2 separate regions of the Columba livia genome follow, and region 2 is linked to region 1. A link is a contact called in public Hi-C data. All regions are on one chromosome and are shown on one strand. The core of a region is the stretch at or near the end of the contact, and the rest is flanking DNA. Distances in the headings are between cores, read along the strand shown. Region 1 holds the start of PNOC (prepronociceptin). Region 2 holds the start of EXTL3 (exostosin like glycosyltransferase 3).

Region 1 (5,199 bases), core at 2,156-4,655:
CCCCAAAAACCTCTTGCCTTAAAAATGTTCCTGCAGCACTGGAGCGAGCGACACCTCCCCAGTTAGAGCTGGGCAGTGGGGAAGCCACCCTGTGGAGAAGAGACCAACACCCTCCATGAAGAGCTGCATCCACACAGGAGGATGGTTTCTGCCCCCTCAGCCCCATTTCTGAGTTCTTCCAGCTCATTAAAGTGCTGGAAAACTGAGTAAAAAGCAGTTTATTTCCCCACCCCCAATGCGTTGAATCATGTCCAGCCCATTTACAATATCACCCTCAGCACCTATCAGTGATGGAGTCAGAGGGTGCCCCACGATGCCCCTCATCCCCAAGGCTTGGCAAAGAGCTGCTTTCCCTCCCACAACATTTAAACTTGGGGTTTGCTCAAATTAGAGTGGTGGTGCTCTGCATGCAGACATGGTGTGCCAGCCCTGAGCTACTTGTGGGGGTGCAGAAAGGGCTTGAGCCTTCATCATGCTCATCCTCATGGGCAGAGCTCAAACCTCCCATCATTGCTGGTGAATGGCAGAGAGTGTTGGGGTGTTCAGCTGGAGAAGAGAAGCTCTGGGGAGACCTTATTGTGGCCTTTACAGACTTAAAAGAGGCTGATAAGAAAGATGGGGACAGACTTTTGAGAAGCGCCTGTTGCAATAGGACAAGGGGTGACGGTTTTAAACTAAAGGAGGGAGATTCAGGCTGGACATGATGCAGAAATTGTTTGTGCTGAGGGTGGTGAGAACCTGTCCCAGGTTGGCCAGAGAGGTGGTGGATGAACCATCCCTGGAGACATCCCAGGCCAGGCTGGACGGGGCTCTGAGCAACCTGAGCTGGTTGCAGAGTGGTTGGACTAGGTGACCTTTGAAGGTCCCTCCCCACCCAAACCACTCTGTGATTCTGTGATTCCAAATCAGCAGCACCAGTCTGTACCTCACCATTGGCATTTATCAACCCCAAATCGGGGACAATGAAATGCTTTAAACTGCTGCTTCATCTTCTTAAAGCATTCCATGGCAGCTGCCCATGAGCAGGATGCAGCCCTGAGTGCCTGATTTTTGAAAATACGCAAATCCTGGGGTCAGTTTTGGGCCCCTCATGTTTAAAAAGGCCTTGAGGTGCTGGAGCGAGTGGAGAGAAGGGAACGGAGCTGGTGAGGGGCTGGAGCACAAGTGTGATGGAGCGGCTGAGGGACCTGGGGGTTCAGCTGGAGAACAGGAGCTGAGGGGAGACCTTCTGATCTCTGAACTGCCTGAAAGGAGCTTGGAGCCAGGGGGGTCGGGCAGCATCCTTGGGCTGTGTCACACAGCTTAGGGTATGTCCTCACCCCCTCCAGCTGCGACTTTCCACAAGACCAGAGGAACAACACAACTTCCCAGCTCCCGAGTCTTCCAGCTCCTGCGTCCTCCAGGCGGCTTTGGAGTCCTCTCCATGTTTCCCTTGTGCCAGATCCCATCTGCTTTATGTTTTCTCCCTGAAAAGGATCGTTGCTTTTTCGCTGCTAATTGCCTGTCGCTCCGAATCCTCCCGCTCCGCCTCGCCAGGGATGCTCTTCCCCCTGCCAAGCCAGGGAGGAGAGCGCTTGGGCAAACCCAACTTTGAACCAGAAACGCCCAAAAAACCTTTAAAAAAGAAAAAAAATCATCTGTATTTTCCAATGTTACACAGGGTGAACATTCCCCAGATCCCAAACCAAATCCCTCCCCAGTAGCACTGATGGAGATTTAGGTGCTGGTACCCACATGGATCTGGAAAAACCTGGAAATGCTGCAAAACTGAGTATTTCTCCTGCCTAGCGTGCTGCCTTTGGGCACTTCGGCTGTCAGTCACCCCCCCACACCCCTCCGTTAATTAGCGAGACCATAAACGACGTCACCCCGATGTCATTTGCTGCCTCTTGCTCCTGCCAGCTCAACAACATCATCATCATCGGCTTGAACAAGGGGCCGTGGAGGCAATTCCCTTTGGCCAGGTTAGGGGAGAAAAGGCTCCGTCACCTCAATAAACACCAAGAAACTGAGATTTTGGGGGCTATGCATTGAACAAAAGCCCCAAAAGCTTGTAAAATTACCCCAGGAGAGAACAAAAGAAACAAGAAGCCTTCCCGCTCCCGCTCGGCTTTGCATAAGAGCTGGGGAATATGTCCTTAATGAAAAAATGAGTGGTTAAGGAAAAATTGAAGCTATATATATATATATAATACACTAAAAAATAATAGTATAGGATATATTGGAAAAAATCAGCATCCCTATCTCCAGCGCTTGCCTGGGAGCATGATGGGGAGCTGCTTTACCCCATAGGTCCTACATGATATTGCTCACCAGCCCCATTTTCCCCTAAAACACCCCAAATGCAGGCTCATACCTTGCCCCCAGCACCAGGCGTGTCGCCTCCATCCACTCCTACGACGCTGTTTCACTTCTTGGCATTTCGATCCATTTCTAGATTTTTATTTTACGCCTGCTCAAGCGCCGACACATCCCAATTCTTACCCGGGGGCATTCAACTCAATGATTTAAGAGCTGTAGCCGAACCAAAAAGCGGGCCAAGGCGTTTCGCTCGGATCTCCAGCCCTTCCTGGGGAGTCGTTACAAGAAATTACCAAGATAGGATCACAGCGCCGCGGCAGATTTGATTTTGTAATTGCCGAGGTGGGGCAGGGTGGGATGCTCGGGGGATTCTGGCTCCGTACCAGTGCAAACGGGATGAACGTTATGGCTCTGGGTCACTTAAACAAGGAGAAAAATGGGGTGATGCTGCTTAGCAGAGGAAACTATTGAAGGTTGGGATCAGTTTGGCCTTTCCAAATCAAAGGCAACGTCTCTCCCCGGTGCCGGAGCGGCCAAATCCGCCCCCACGAGGTGCCGGCATGTGGCTGCGTCTGCCTCGCCGGGCGTTTCCATCATCTGTGAAATGTAAAGTTGGGGTTTTTGTGCTCCCCCTGCCCGCCCGGCATCATCCACTGAGCCTGAAATCCATTATTCCCACCCGCACGCCTGCCATCGGTGCGCGACACGCTCGGTGGTTGCGTGGCAGTGCCGCAGCTGTGCCGGAGCGTGTTGGTAATGGGGGTCGGGGACCCCCCCCTTTCACCTCCTTCTGGGGTCTAAAGGGGGAAAAAGAGGCCCCCGGAAAGGGCTGAGGGGTGATTTTTGGGCTGACCCAGCTGCTGGTACCTTCAGGTCCTTGTACCCCCCAAATCTGGGCTGGGGCACATCGTCACACCCCCCCCCCCCCACAATCTCCATCCCAACCCCACCATCCCCAAGACACAGGGTGCCACCTTTGGATAACCACAAGGCCAACATCCCTCACCTCTTTCGTGGGCTGCCCCTCGGATTTGGGGAGGAGGAGGAGGGAGGGATGAAGGATGCGGGAAGGGATGCACATCCCTGGTCCCCAGCTAGCGCATCCCTCCGCCGGCAGCCCCCGGGGGTGGGCTCAGCGACGCACGTGTGCGGGGAGGGAGGTGTGGGGACGCGTGTGTACACCGTCTATATATACCACCGTGGCACAGGCGCCGGCGGAGTCACAGATCAGAGGAGCCGGCAGCCGACAGCACACCCGCAGGTAGGAAAATCCGCTTTAATTTTCCATCCTAGGGGGGCTCAGTTTGGTTCTGTTTTAACCCAAGGATGGTCCGTCCGGCTCCGATTCATGGATAGATCTTCCCCTCCCTGCTAAGGGTTAAATGAAATATCTTCCTGGAGGGAAAAAAAACATCTTTATCCCAAGAGAGGAAAAGTTTCTGCTTCACCATCCAGCCCCCAAAATCAAGCGGAGCGGAGCAGGAGGGACGCAACAGGAGTCGGTGCGGGACGCCTGCCCGAAACCACGGGAAACCCACAGGGTGATGGTGGGTTCCTCCGGGACGAGCGGCATTTTTTAGGGGATTTATTTGGTGACCCGCCACACCACAACTTACCTCATTCAGTATTCCTGCCCTTTCTTCTTGTAGCCAGGACTTCACCAGGGTCACTGCAAGATGCTCCTGCCTTGCGAGCCATCCCTTTTATTCCTCAAAAAAACCCCACAAAAAGGAGGAAAATGATGTGATTTTTGTTGCTTTGATTTTTTTTAGTCCCTTCCAAATAGCAGGAATGAATGGCTGAGCTATGGGGACACAGAGGGAAATGTTCTTCCCGAGCTTTTTTACCTCTAAACAGCCTTTTCTCAGCCTCTCCAGCCCACATCTGTGTTTACAGTCGCGCTGCAGCGTCTAATTTCGGCCAATTATGGCCAATTACCTGATTGAGGGGGACCGACAAAAGGAAACGCTTATTTTTCTAGTGAGTGCCAGGCATCTGTAGCCAAACCACCCCCCCCAAAATCCCTCAGATTCTCCCCAAAATCCCCCCCAAAAGCTGCCAGCACAAAGCCGTGCGGCATCGCAGGGGTTTGGGGGAGCCGGTGGGAGACACTCTTAGACAATATTGCGTTTTTTCGACTGGAAAGAAAAGCTTTGACTCCTTCAACTCTGGGTCCAGATCGTGCCCGGTTGCATCTCTGGATCAGGCCTTGGCTTATGGGTAGCGGGGGGGGGAAATTAGCAGGGAAAAGCAATATTAATTTGGGCTGGTTGTGCTCTGGGGGTGGGAAGTGAGATGCTCTGAAATGTGCGCCCCGCATTGATCCTGACCTGGGAAAAAGCGAGAGCATCGCTGGATTTAAACCCCAGTGAAGGTTTTTGGGGATGGACGGTGATCCCGCTGCTGGGATAATTCCCAATGTGTCCCAGTTCGCATCTCCCATAGGGAAAAGGGGATGGAGCATCCCCGGGGAGAGGCAGGGAGCATCTCCCCAGCCCAAATTGCCTCAAATCAAGCGAATAAAAACCCATCTCGGCAAGCACCTGCTTCCCTTTTCACCTCTTCTCTTCTCCATCCTTCCCCCCCTCCAAATCATCCCTTTTGTATGGCTGCATCTCCCACATCATCCCACCCAGAGCGATAAATACAAAGCCGCTTGTCCTGACAGATAACCAGACCCAACGTTATCTGAATCGCAGGCTGGATTTCTAGAAAAACCTCTTCTTATTTTTCTTACCCCCTCCCGAATATTAATAAGGATCATTCAACTGGATTGTAAACTCCAAATGACGCGCCCGTGGGGCAGTGGGAGGGGGTCCCGAAGCTATTTTATGGGATGGAGTGGTTGTATCCTCATACCCCCGGCATGGAAGGGGAGGAAGAGGAAGGTTTGTGCCC
Region 2 (5,357 bases), core at 2,853-5,352, 260 kb before region 1:
CCAGCCAGCTGCCCCCAGGGCCCACCAGAGAACAACCTCAGATGTAATAAAGACAAATAGCAACATGGGACTGGAAACCCTTTTCTCCTTCCCAAGTGAGACAAGACAAATGGAAGAGGTGAAGGACGCAACCATAAACCTTTAACTCCAACCACCACAAAATCCTTTTTGGGATCCACAGTGATCCGATCACAGCTGCCACAAAAATTGATGTTGGTGACACAGGAGCAGAGGTTCCCTCACCTTCAGATTTTGGCTGGAGATGATGAATTCAGCTTTCTGGGCAAAAGTAAAGTTGGGAAGAGCTTGTTCCCAGAGATTTATTTCTCCTAAAAAACCCAGAGTGGGATGTCACCATGACACGAGGGACACATGTGCCACATCCTTTCCCATCTCCAGCCTAAACCCCCTCCTGCCTCCCCTCAAACTCAGCAAAACTGAGCCAAATCAAAGCAACCGTCTGCATTTGGCTTTATCTGCTACAAATGTCAAACTTATCTACAGGGATGATCACATTTCCATCCTCCCGCCCCCACAAAGCATGAAGATTGGTATAAAGAAGTCAAAACCATGTCAGAGAAAAGAAAGCATCATCTAACCTGGTCACTGGGATCAGTTGGAGGTGACTCTTGGAGAACATGGGGTCCTGCTGGGGAAAAACCCACCCGGGCTCCTCCATCCCCTCTGATTTTCCTTCCCATGCATTTGGTTATATGGAAATGTGAGTGCACACGTGGTAAAAATATATATATTTACATATATATACATATATATAGCCTGTGTGCTGGAAATATTATGAGTAATCGATGGGGACCTGTGCAGTGCATAAAAAAATCGTCCCTCTCTCCGGTCTAACAGCACTTGAGATGTTGGCACCTACGTTTCATCTGCTTTCTCAAAAGATGATGGAATCCATTTGACGAATTACACTGTTTTTAACTTTCCGACATAGATTCTATGCTGGCATCACTGCAGTGAAGAAGACATAGGGCCCATCGCTACAGGGTCAGTGGACTCCCATTTATTTTGGAAGAGCACATCAGGGCATAGCATGCTATATAATTTTGATCTTTCTTTTATTTTATTTCTTCGCTAGCACTCTGCTTTCCCCAGCATCCCTGGTGTTTGCCATCAGCTGGATGGCACAGGACCACATCTCACACATCCTGCCGCTCCCACACATAGAACCACGGAATAGTTTGGGTGGGAAGGGACCATTAAAGCTCCCCCAGTCCCCCCTGCCATGAGCAGGGACATCTTCACCAGCTCAGGTTGCTCAGAGCCCCGTCCAGCCTGGCCTGGGATGTCTCCAGGGATGGTTCATCTACCACCTCTCTGCCCAACCTGGGCCAGCATTCTACCACTGCACACGGTGCCCACCGCGCATCTCTGGGACTGCACAGGCTCGAGATTTCCATGCAGGCAATTTGGCAACATTTACAGCCTCCTAGAAACGATCTGTACCAACCACCCCAGCACTGGAGCCTCCTCGGTTCCTGCATTGGAAAGACACATTCCCGTGCTTGCTGGGTTGGATCCGGGCTCCAGCTCCCCAAGCAGGCATTGGACTGGATGATCACAGAATCCCAGAATGTGAGGGGTTGGAAGGGCCCTGGAAAGCTCATGCAGTGCAATCCCCCCATGGAGCAGGAACACCCAGATGAGGTTACACAGGAAGGTGTCCAGGCGGGTTGGAATGTCTGCACAGAAGGAGACTCCACAACCCCCTGGGCAGCCTGGGCCAGGCTCTGCCACCCTCACCCCCAACAAGTTGCTTCTCATCTTTCAGTGGAACCTCCTGTGTTCCAGTTTGCACCCATTGCCCCTTGTCCTGTCACTGGTTGTCACCAGAAGAGCCTGGCTCCATCCTCCTGACACTCCCCCTTTCCATCTTGATCCCCAGGAATGAGTCCCCCCTCAGTCTCCTCTTGTCCAGCTCCAGAGCCCCAGCTCCCTCAGCCTTTCCTCACACGGGAGATGCTCCACTCCCTTCAGCATCTTGGTGGCTGCGCTGGACTCTCTCCAGCAGTTCCCTGTCCTGCTGGAACTGAGGGGCCACAACTGGACACAATATTCCAGGTGTGGTCTCCCCAGGGCAGAGCAGAGGGGCAGGAGAACCTCTCTGACCTACTGACCACCCCCTTCTAACCCACCCCAGGTACCATTGGCTTCCTGGCCACAAGGGCCCAGTGCTGGTTCATGGTCGTGATCTGGGGGATTGGACTAGACGGTCTTTTGAGGTCCTTTCCAATCCCTGACATTCTGATTCTGTGACCCAGCCAGCCCTGCAGCAGTGGGGATGGGTAGAGAAATATCTCAAGGCTTTTTTTTTTTCCTAACAGCCCTTCCCGTGACAAAAATAACATGAATTACCCGTTTTTCCAGCATCCTTTCCCTCCTGAGCCGCACCGCGGAGCGCGCAGCCCGACCGATGTGCAGCCGCTGTCAGGTCAGTGCTCGCACCTTCCACATCTGCAGCATCTTTCACCCACTCCTGAGCTGCTTCATGGGGACGGGGCTGGAGCAGATACCCTGTGAAACCCCACAAAACCCTGCAAAACCCCTTCCACATCGACCGAGAGGGGAAAGGCCCAAAAGAAAAGCATGTGGGATGAAGAGGACAGAGCAGCTTCCACAGGTTTGTAGAAAGGAACAGTTTTGTTTTGCTCAGCCCCTGAGTTTGAAGATGAATGTTGGACGTGGAAACATTTGTGGCTGTAGGGAGCCCAGGCTGCCTAGACCAGGGTGGAAAACAAAGAAACCCAAAGCCAACATGATGAAATACAAGTTTATTTGCTTTAGCCTGTGTCCAACTTCCCTCCCTGGCACAGAAAAATGTCATTAATGCTGCTCTGGCTGGCGGCTTTTGCGCAAAGCTGAGGTTTTTAAACAACCAACCGTCCCAAAACACAATTAGAGGGAGCTGGTGAGTCCCGAGCACCTCCAGATCCACCACACGAGGGGGGAACCACGCAAGACCAGGGTGTCCCGACTCCTCCCAGCCCTTCTGCTCTCCCGGGTGACATCCCAGGACGAGGAGTTAACGCAGCCACAGCCAAACGATGGAGAACCACTAACCCAGCAGCAATGGGCACATGAGGGGTCCCCGATACCCCCTCTCAGGGACACCAAAGCCATTTCCCCCGGGCTCCCCCCCCAGCTGGGATTCCTCCTTGCGGCTCAAAAGCCCTTTTCAAAGCGGCCAATTTTCCTGGCATCCCCCATGGCCCAAATGACCAAACTCAAAAGCAACTTTCACCAGGGGCAGAGGATCCCGCTGGTTAAACAGCTGCTTTCACATTAGCCATTAATTTCTGTTGCACCATCCTGGAGGAGCCGGAGGTGAGACGGTGCCACCCTAGAGCCATGGGGACAAGTTTCCCTTAACTTTTGGGGTGTCCCCTTCCCTCTGGCCAGGGGTCACCCCTCTGCTGATGCTGCTCCAACAATCCCCCACCCTGGGGACACCCCAGTGTGGGATGGGGAGGGGAAACGGGGCACGTGGGGGGGTCCCCATCCTGGCAGGGGAGGGTGCTGAGCCCCTGGGTGCCCCCAATGGACTGGGGGGATTGTAAAGGAAAAGAAAGGAAAGATAACAATTAAAAATAAATTAAAATAGGAAAAGTAAAAGAATTGAAATTAATAGAAAAATAAAAATGAAAATGTAAAATTTAAAAAGAAAATAAAATGATAGACTAAAACAAAATAAAATAAAACGAAATAGAAGTAAAAATAAAAATAATAAAATAAAAATAAAAGGAAATTTAAAAATAAAAGGAAATTTTTAAGAAGAAAAATAAAACAAAATGTAATAAAACAAAATAAAATAAAACAAAATAAAAGTAAATAAAATAAAACAAAAGTAAAAATAAAAATAAAAATTTAAAAAAGGAAATAAAAATTTTTTTTTTAAAAAAGAAAACCGAATGTAATAAACCAAAATAAAACAAGATAAACGGAAATAAAATAAAGCAAAGGCAAATAAAATGAAGCACCCGAAGGATCCGAGCTGGGCGCGGGGGCAGCGCTTACCTGCGGGGCTGCGGAGGTTGCGCAGGTTGCGCGGAGCCGCGCGGTCCCTGCGGCCGCAGCGCGCTGTGCGGAGCGGAGCGGAGCGGAGCGGAGCCCCCGGCCCGGCTCGCTGCATTGTGGGAAGCGGCGCCCAAAAATGGGGGGGCGCTGCCCTCTGGTGGCGGCTCCGCCGGGAGGTGTTTTGGGGTCCTAAGGGCCAGAGATTTACAGCTATCTACAGTAACCTATATGACGCCCCAATTGACATCCCAGTGGGCTCTGGCCACCCCCGAGGAATTTGGGGGGCTTCTCATGGGCAAACAAAATCGGGGTGCTGGGGAGCGGCGGGGATGTGCATGGAGCTGCTGCTTCTCTTTGCCGTGCTGATGCAGCACCCCAAATCTCTACCCGTTCCCACGCAGCGCCTCATATCTCTGCACCTTCCCACACAGCACCCCAAACCCCTGCCTGTTCCCACACAGCACCCCAAACCTCTGCTCATTCCCACCCAGCATCCCAAAGCTCTGCCCGTTCCCACCCAGCACCCCAAATCCCTGCCTGTTCCCACCCAGCACCCTAAATTCTGCCCATTCCCAGGCAGCACCCCAAATCTCTGCATGTTCTCATCCAGCACCCCAAATCCCTGCCCATTCCCACACAGCACCCCAAACCTCTGCCTGTTCCCACCCAGCACCCCAAATCTCTGCCCATTCCCATCTGGCACCCCAAACCTCTGCCCATTCCCACCCAGCATCCCAAAGCTCTGCCTGTTCCCACCCAGCACCCCAAATCCCTGCCTGTTCCCACCCAGCACCCTAAATTCTGCCCATTCCCAGGCAGCACCCCAAATCTCTGCATGTTCTCATCCAGCACCCCAAATCCCTGCCCATTCCCACCCAGCACCCCAAACCTCTGCCTGTTCCCACCCAGCACCCCAAACCTCTGCCTGTTCCCACATGGTACCAACCTCTGCCCATTCCCAGGCAGCGCTCCAAATGTCTGCATGTTCTTCTCCAGCACCCCGCATCTCTGCCCATTCCCATCCAGCACCCCAAATTCTGCCTATTCCCAGGCAGCACCCCAACTCCCTGCCCATTCCCACCCAGCACCCCAAATCTTTGCCCACTCCCAGGCAGCACCCAAAATCTCTGCCTGTTCCCATCCAGGACCCCCAATCTTTGCCTGTTCCCACACAGCACCCCAAATCTCTGCACATTCCCACCCAGCACCCAAAGAAGGTGCCTTAAAACACCCCAGAGAAAATAAGCAACGTGGGGCACAGCGGTTTGGAGAGAAAGAGGCAGATATTGGGGCACATCAGCTTTTGGGGTGCATCCCGTGGCTGG

Evidence for each region. A called contact is a pair of places that touch in the nucleus more often than the background predicts.
Region 2: a contact with region 1 is called in a Hi-C map of liver, with 4 times the contacts expected there. The contact joins the promoter of EXTL3 here to the promoter of PNOC in region 1. A contact is called at or near these places in 2 of 2 Hi-C or Micro-C datasets (crop and liver).

The regions. Positions count from the first base shown.
Region 1 is chr3:1,979,884-1,985,082 of bColLiv1.pat.W.v2, reverse strand. It overlaps PNOC (prepronociceptin), which reads left to right and starts at 3,405. Exons shown (of 4, transcript XR_010471053.1): 1 at 3,405-3,562.
Region 2 is chr3:2,235,900-2,241,256 of bColLiv1.pat.W.v2, reverse strand. EXTL3 (exostosin like glycosyltransferase 3) reads right to left here and starts at 4,102. Exons shown (of 9, transcript XM_065055568.1): 1 at 4,033-4,102.